Regions from separate parts of the Mus musculus genome. Here region 1 is linked to region 2. Evidence: chromatin contacts called from public HiChIP or PLAC-seq data. All regions are on one chromosome and are shown on one strand. The core of a region is the stretch at or near the end of the contact, and the rest is flanking DNA. Distances in the headings are between cores, read along the strand shown. Region 1 has its middle 8.5 kb from the start of B230206H07Rik. Region 2 overlaps Ptdss2 (phosphatidylserine synthase 2).

What was found. HiChIP or PLAC-seq counts read pairs in DNA pulled down with a chosen protein or histone mark.
Region 1: an H3K27ac HiChIP or PLAC-seq map of embryonic stem cells shows a contact between it and region 2, with 5 read pairs. The contact joins two enhancer-like sites. A contact is called at or near these places in 2 of 39 promoter capture datasets (liver and macrophages), 2 of 15 datasets of contacts at CTCF or cohesin (large pre-B cells and pro-B cells), 8 of 115 datasets of contacts at active chromatin or transcription factors (bone marrow-derived dendritic cells, bone marrow-derived macrophages, embryonic stem cells and 5 more) and 4 of 9 other capture datasets (adipose tissue, embryonic stem cells, liver and 1 more).

The regions. Positions count from the first base shown.
Region 1 is chr7:141,371,652-141,375,599 of GRCm38.p6, forward strand. No RefSeq gene overlaps it. Among named protein-coding and RNA genes, the nearest start is that of B230206H07Rik, 8.5 kb to the left of the region's middle. Within about 2 kb of position 2,075, at least 143 of the 459 cell types and tissues checked have an H3K27ac peak or open chromatin away from gene starts, as enhancers often do. A contact at or near this core is called in embryonic stem cells, where this site is marked.
Region 2 is chr7:141,147,084-141,151,153 of GRCm38.p6, forward strand. Ptdss2 (phosphatidylserine synthase 2) reads left to right here. Exons shown (of 12, transcript NM_013782.4): 4 at 1-65. Among named protein-coding and RNA genes, the nearest start is that of Ptdss2, 18 kb to the left of the region's middle. Within about 2 kb of position 1,783, at least 16 of the 459 cell types and tissues checked have an H3K27ac peak or open chromatin away from gene starts, as enhancers often do. A contact at or near this core is called in embryonic stem cells, where this site is marked.

The DNA.
Region 1 (3,948 bases), core at 825-3,324, 220 kb after region 2:
CATGTATAGTAAACATCACGTCATATAACCTGGATTTTTCCAATATGTAGTTATTTATACATATGAATGTCTTGCCTGCATCTATGCTTGTGCATCCTGGTGCTCTTAGAAGTCAGGAGAGGGCATCAGATCCCCTGGGACGGGAGTTACAGTGGTTGGAAGCTGCCATGTAGGTGCTGGAAATCAAAACCTGTTCCTTTGCAACAAGAGCTCTTAGCTGCCGAGCCTCTCTCCAGCCCCCTTACTTCAGTTTTTATTAAGCTTTTATTACAGAGAGCTCACCAGAGATGACAGTTTATAGCCAATTGAATGTCTTTATTGGAGTTGGGTGGGGTGGTGTACCCCTTATAATTCCAGCACTCAGGAGGCAGAGGCATGTGGATCTCTAAGTTCAAGGCCAGAGCGGTCTGGCTTCTTAACATTGACTCAGACTCCTGCACAGGGTTGTTAGTCACAGGGTCTGTTAGTCATGCCCCTGACATGCCGCAGCCCTCTTTAAGGTGGAAGGCACAGAGATAAGTCATTATCCTGAATGCTTCCTCCTGAGTCACTCTGGATTTCAGAAGCCAACTGATTGTTAAAAAAATAAATCCCTAAGATCAGGACTGAGACGGTAGTTTCAGGCAAGGGCAGCCTGAGGGTATAATAAATATAAGGGGAAGTTACTCAGGGTGGCAAGGTTCAACCTGAGACAGACTTTCTGTTCTGCTTGTGTGCTCAGAAGAGCTGACATTTGCTTTTCTCCTAACTCAGCCGATGACTGTGGCTTCTCCCCTGGTCTAGTTTGATTGGCTAGTCTGAACACTGAAAATGAAGGAGGAAGGAGAAAGAGGTCACTCGCTCCAGACCGTCAAATTCCTGGAATAATGTGGAGGGCCTTGTGTAAACAAATGTTTTACAGGATGGAGGGATTAAAACATTTGCATAAAAATCTTACAAGGTGGGCTGGAAAGATGGCTCGGTGGTTAAGAGCACTGGCTGCTCTTCCAGAGGTCCTGGGTTCAATTCCCAGCAACCACATGGTGGCTTACAACCATCTATAATGGGATCTAATTCCTTCTTCTGGTGTGTCTGAAGACAGCATACAGTGTACTCATATATACACTAAATAAATAAACAAGTCTTTAAAAAAATATATAAGGTGGTGGGGCAGGAGGAGGCGATAAAAATATTAGAATTCTATGTCTAAAACGCAAGTTTTACAATATTTGAAAGGAAAGATAGTTTTGGTTTGTTTGTTTTTTGTTTTGTTTTGTTTTGTTTTGTTTTTGGTTTTTCGAGACAGGGTTTCTCTGTGTAGTTCTGGCTGTCCTAGAACTCACTCTGTAGACCAGGCTGGCCTCAAACTCAGAAATCTGCCTGCCTCTGCCTCAGGAGTGCTGGGATTAAAGGTGTGGCCACCATGCCTGGCAGAAAGATACATGTTTAAGGAGCTGGAAAGAGTCCGGTCCCCCAAGAAATTCCTTTTCTCAAGGTTGGACATTTAGACAAAAGCCACAATCCCCTTAGAGACTTGAAGAAAGTTCCTGCTTGTTAATAAAAGGCGGGGGCTGAGGGAGTAGGGGACTCATTCTCCTTGTCTGGCAAGAGGAACACAAGGCTCTTCTATTAACGTACTACTGTGGTGCCTGTAAACTTGTGAAGGTTCTAGGCTCCCTCAGTCCCTGCTCAGAAGCCTCACAGGATCTCACAAGCCCCCATTCCCATTTAACCCTGGAAATCTTTCCCCCCTAGCTTCTCCTCCTTTCCAGGGAAATTGCCTTAGCACCTTTTCCCTTTTCACCCACGGAGCACCTATTTTGGTCTCTTTACCACACTCATTTTCATTCAGAAAAATCCCTCAGTGGCTAAGAGCCTTTTTCTACTCTTTACCACTTCCTTGTCTCTTTAATTGACCTGTTGAGGATCAGTCTGAGCCCCTTGGTCACTGGGCCTAGCTTGTTAGCGTTGTCATGGCCCAGCCTGTGACCCTGTCAATTCAGGCAAATGCCTCTTTCTGCTCTTCCCAGTGTGGCTACATAGATGGAATGTCTCACCATTCCCTGCTCTGTAATTGGCACTGGGATGGGCGGCCACGCTTAGCCTATTGAGGCTACCACAGCTTTTGTCCTAAAAATCCAGTTCCAGGCTGAAATGGGAAGCCTTGAATAAACCCTGCTGTGCCACTGGCTTTCGTCCAGTGTGAGAGGTCACCCCCTCAGCCGTTCGTCCCTGTGTGATCATTGCCACAGATCACACCTCTGGCACATGGGACACCATGGTAACTGGTACCTACTGGGTGTGCAAGTTGTTTCAGGAAGCTGGAAATCCCTTTTGTCTAACTCAGATAGGATGAAATCACCACACTTTACGACAGACTTAGTGACCTTGAATGGCAGAGGGTCATATTCCACCCTGGAAGGCCTTTAACCTGATAGAAGAGAAATGGATTAGTGAAATTGATGCTATATTGGATTTACTAAGAAACTGGCTTAGGAAATATTAAGTCACACAAAGAAGAATTTAGCTTAAAAAAAAAGAAGAAGAAGAAGCTGCCTCCAATATGACTGGAAGATCATAGCTTCCATGACTGGAAGACCAGGCTTGTTAGAAACTGTAGAAAAGGGGGCTGGAGATGGAGAGATGGCTAAGTAGTTAAGAGCACTGACTGTATTTCTGAAGGTCCTAAGTTCAAGTCCCAGCAACCACATGGTGGCTCACAACTATCTGTAATGAGATCCGATACCCTCTTCTGGGGTATCTGAAGACAGCTACAGTGTACTTATATATAATAAATAAATAAATCTAAAAAGAAAGAAACTGTAGGGAAGAACATTTTGCACCATAGCTGAAGTTTAGGGTTGCTGAGAGAGTTTCTGCTAATGTTGGCTCACTAAGACCAACCTCCAATTAGGCTCCACCCTCATACCAATAGGAGACATCCCTGACTTAAAACCAACCATTAGGCCCTACCCTTATCTAAGAACATGCCTCTTAGGGACAGCTCAAGGGGGCAGCCCAGGGTCACAGCCACCATTAAGTCCTGGTCTGCCATTAAGTCCCCAGAGTTCTTATTAGGAAATCATAATCCTGCCAAGTGGGCAAGATGGACCTGGGTGACAACTACTGGAAAAGAACAACATAGGTATATTTAAGAATAATTCTGGCAATATCTTTGTTATGTAAATCTCCCATCTGCCAATTGTCTAGACTTGTAGTCGCCTGCCTATTAAATTGTTCAAAGTGTGACCTGGAGCCAGAACCTGAAGGAGACTTAAAGATGACAGCTTATGTGGGCTGTATAAGCCTAAGGCCTACATAATTTGTTAACATGTTCTCTTTCAGAGGCTGGGCCTGCTAGTGCAGCACTTGGGAGGTAGATCCCTTGGCAGATGGACCCCTGTGAATTTCAGGCCAGCCTTGTCTACATAGTGAGTTCAGGGCGGCCATAGTGAAACTCTGTCTCAAAAATCAAACCAGGGCTGGAGAAGTGGTTAAAAGCACTCACTGACTGCTATTCCAGAGGTCCTGAGTTCAATTCCCAGCAACCACATGGTGGCTTACAGCCATCTGTAATGGGAGCTGATGTCCTCTTCGTGTGTGTGTGTAGAGACAGCTACAGTATACTCATAAATAAAATAAATAAATCTTAAAAAAAAAAAAACTTAAAAAAAAAAAAAAAACAAGCCGGGCGTGGTGGCGCACGCCTTTGATCCCAGCACTTGGGAGGCAGAGGCAGGCGGATCTCTGAGTTCGAGGACAGCCTGGTCTACAGAGTGAGTTCCAGGACAACCAAGGCTACACAGAGAAACCCTGTCTCGAAAAAAATAATATAAAAAGAAAAAGAAAAGAAAAGAAAACAAAACAAAACAAAGCCACCTTTTTGTTCCAGGCTGGTTTTCTCTTTTGAACATCAGCCAGAACAGTCATGTGCTATTATTTTTTTTTAAGATTTATTTATTTATTATA
Region 2 (4,070 bases), core at 533-3,032:
ACTGGCGGTTTTGGCTGTGTGTTAGTGTGGTCTACGAATTGTTTCTCATCTTCATCCTTTTCCAGGTAAGCAGCTTTTCTTGGTTGATAAAACAAGTATAGATAATAGAGGAGGCTTGAATCCTCAGGCCCCAGGGTGCTGGCAAGAAGCCAGGCTGGACCAGCACGGGTAGACACAAACTGTCTTACCCTCCAGGCTGGCCCATATGGAGGAGTGTCTTAGTGTGGGTACAGGCACAGGCTGCTGCCATCTTTGTATGCAAGCCGGGACAGACACAGGGGAGACAGCTCCTCTGATGACAGACAGGTCAAGTGCAGTAGCTGCCGCTTTAGGAACTTGGGCCTGCCTGGGACCCGGGGGAGCTGGTGGGATTTGCAGCTCACCAGGGGGGTGGGAGGGGAATGGAGTATTGCATTATGTGTTCACTAATGGTCCACTCTGCTTCAGTCACTGAATTCTGAGTTCCATGAGTGAGTGAGTCACTAGGGTTTTTATTGTGCTAAATCCACCACACCGTCTGGGGCAGTTATGCAGGGCTGAGTCCCTGTGCATGTACAAACATCCTAGTAGACCCAGAACAGTTCCGTATCTAGAAAACTCACTCAGATCTCTTTGATAGTCTCTCTGTTCTACTCTCCAGTTACCTGCCATCTGTCAAGACTTGTCTTGGAACACCCCGAGGGTGTTCTTGATAACCCATATCATGTCTTTGAGGTCCACCCAGCTGTATCGTTGGTACAGTGTTTCTTCTTTCCTGAGGGACATTTCAGGACCCAAGAGGCATTTGGTTTCCCATTAGGAGCTGCTGTGAATCAAGCTGCTCTCAACAATCCTGTTAGGGCTTGTGGGATACAAAGTTGCATTTCTCTCCTAGACAGGCCCATTGTGGTCTCACTGGTCTCATCACACAGGCCTTTAATGTTTGAGGAGCTGCCAGATTGCATTCCAGCATGGCTGTGCCATCTTGCATCCCACCAGCGCTGACCTAGAATTCTGCTGCTTTATGCCATCTTTCAGTTCTGTTGTCTGAGTTCTGTTGTCAGAGCTGGATTTGCTGGCGGTGAATGGAATTATATCCTAATGGGTATAAGGTGACATCTCTTGTTTTGTCTTTTTCCTGCCAGAGATTCACTTGAAAACACCATAGCACACCTAAGTGTCTCATCTCCAGGGCTCCTCTGGACTGTATAGGTCACAGACTAAGCTACTAACGGGCTGTCAGCTCTGCAAAGGCTGGTGGGTGTCTGGTAGGCCAGGTGGCCATGGCAATCTTCCACACTTTGTTCTTCTCTTTCTTTTCTTTTTTAAAGATTTATTTTTGTTTTGTTTTGTTTTTTTCCAAGACAGGGTTTCTCTGTGTAGCCCTGGCTGTCCTGTAACTCACTTTGTAGACCAGGCTGGCCTCGAACTCAGAAATCCGCCTGCCTCTGCCTCTGCCTCCCAAGTGCTGGGATCCAAGGCATGCGACACTACACCCGGTGATTTATCTGTTTTATACAAGTACACTGTTGCTGTCTTCACACACCAGAAGAGGGCATCGGATTCCACAACAGATGGTTGTGAGCCACCATGTGGTTGCTGGGAGTTGAACTCAGGATCTCTAGAAGAGCAGTCAGTGCTCTTAACCACTGAGCCACTTTTCCAGCCCCTGTTCTTCTCTCTCATGATTGCCCCGTGTCAGCTGATCTCCTGCATTTCCAAGTGAATGCTAGACTCTCTTTCTGGCTATGTAAGAGAGCTGGTGAGGTTTCGTTTTCTTTGTTTGCAATGCTGGTGGTGGAATTCAGTCCTCCTGCATGCTAGGCAAACGCTCTACTACTGAGCCCCACCCCAACCCTAGCAGGTGAGATGTTAACAGAGGTCGAATTGATCAGTTTAGAACACTGCCACCACAGTGTTAGATCTTGTGGTTCATGGACTTGAGGTATCTTTCTATCCCCTTATAGCCCCTTAATGACTTCCTATTATACTTTATAGTTTTCATAATGTACATTTTGTACTTGCATTGTTAAATTATTCCCAAGTATTTAATTTGCTAATAGGGTGTAGAAATAGTTTTTGTGTTGATGTGTGTCCTGTGGCCTTGCTAACCTTACCAGCTCTAGTGCTTGTGCAGGCTTTGTTGTTGTCTAGCCCCTGCCATCTGCACCAGGATGCTGCCACACTTCCTTACAGTCTGCTGTTTCCCACTCTTGCCTGACTCCCCTAGCTGGGCCTTCCGGAGGCTGATCACAAGCATGGACCTCCTTACCTGGTTCTGGACCTTATCGGAGTATCCAGCCTTTCTGCGAGGTGCAATCTGAGCTCTGACTTTTCTCAGAAGCCTTCACCGAGCGGGAGCTGTTTTGGTTCTGGTGCAGCTGGCTTCTGGTTTTCATTATTCCGTGTTAGACTTTTTGATTTTGTGAGATGCGTTTTCTACATTAAGTAAGATGATTGTGTGAGTTTTTCCTTTATTGATGATGGTATTTGCACCAAATAATTTTTAAAATGTGGTTTATTTGGGATGTTGGTTTGGTCTGGTTTTTTTTTTTTTTTTTTTTAAAGATTTATTTATTTATTATATGTAAGTACACTGTAGCTATCTTCAGACACTCCAGAAGAGGGAGTCAGATCTCGTTACAGATGGCTGTGAGCCACCATGTGGTTGCTGGGATTTGAACTCTGGACCTTACCAGTCGGGTGCTCTTACCCACTGAGCCATCTCACCAGCCTCCTGGTTTTGAAACAGGGTCTTGTTGTATAGCCCAGGCTGGCCCTGAGCTTGCTGTACATATACTTAAGTCCTCCTGCTTCTGCCTCCCCGAGTGTTGCTGTCAGAGGTGTGCATTGCAATGCCTGGCATGATTTTCTTCTTGGAAGCTATGGGCATTCCTGAGAGGAGGTGGTGGTGTCTAACCCTGTCTGGAGTCTGGATCCAGCCTCCTAGGATTCTGCCCAGGATCTTTGCATCCTTATTCATGAGATACTTTCTTAGATTGCCTTCCTTGAACTGTTTTTTTTTTCCTCTGTCTTCGGCATTGGAGTTCATTAGGATTTGTCTGCTGTATTTCTTAGGATTTGGCCGGATTTAAGATATAAGCAGTCTGTCAGTGGGGCTTCTCCCTGGTAAGACTAACCCTGACCGTGGAGAGGCTGCTAGGCTTCCCTCATACAGGCCTTTAACTGCCTGTGTCTGTCTGCTCTCTTGAAGGAAGTTTCTATGTGCTATCCATGTCCGGGTAGGAGCCAGGACTTGGGGTTCACTATCTCAGGGTTGTGTATCTATGTATTATGGAGTTCCTCTTGAGGAAAACCTGTCTCTATCCAACCATGTGTTAAGTGTCTAATAATTTGTTCTTATCAGCATGACTCAAAGTTATTTGTTCAGGTTGTATACTCAAATACTGCTTTTATGTTTTTGCTGAAGTTCTTTAGACCCTAGCACTCTCCTTTAGTTTCTGTCTTGTTTGACACATCCCCTTCTTTAAGGGTTCTTGGTTTTTTATGTGTTTGACTCAGACTATAGATGTTCCAGTTGTGTGTACCTCCTGCTTTGAGCCCTGGAGTCAGCCTTTTCCCTAGGGCCCTGTTCAGTTCCTGAAGGACAGATGCTCGTCTTAAGAGACTGCAGTCTGGGAACTGGATTTGCCAGTCAGGTGTCCAGGTACTCAGCTACAGAGTGTACAACCCGTTACCGTGATCATATCGGTTCTAGCATCTGTCTTGAAAGTCCCCCTGCAGTGTAGCGACTTCCCTTCTGCCCTCCATCGAGTGCCACGGCATCATGGGGCTCTGCATGGCGATCAGAAGCACCATGTGTTTTGCAGATAGTTTAAAACTAAGAACAGGTGGGTACCTTTGAGCCTAAACTTGTGTCAAACCTAGACCTCATCTTCTCTGACGTCTGAGGCCTTTGGGGCCTAAGCCGGAAGGTGGCTTCAGGAACATTCGTGCTTCAGCATGTCCTCAAGTCTTGCTGGTTTGTGTCCAGGACACAGGGCATTAACAAGATGGCCACCTGTGGAATCTGCACCAGGGACAGGTGAACCCTGACTTTCAGACCAAGGGCTAGACTCCCAGCTGGCCAG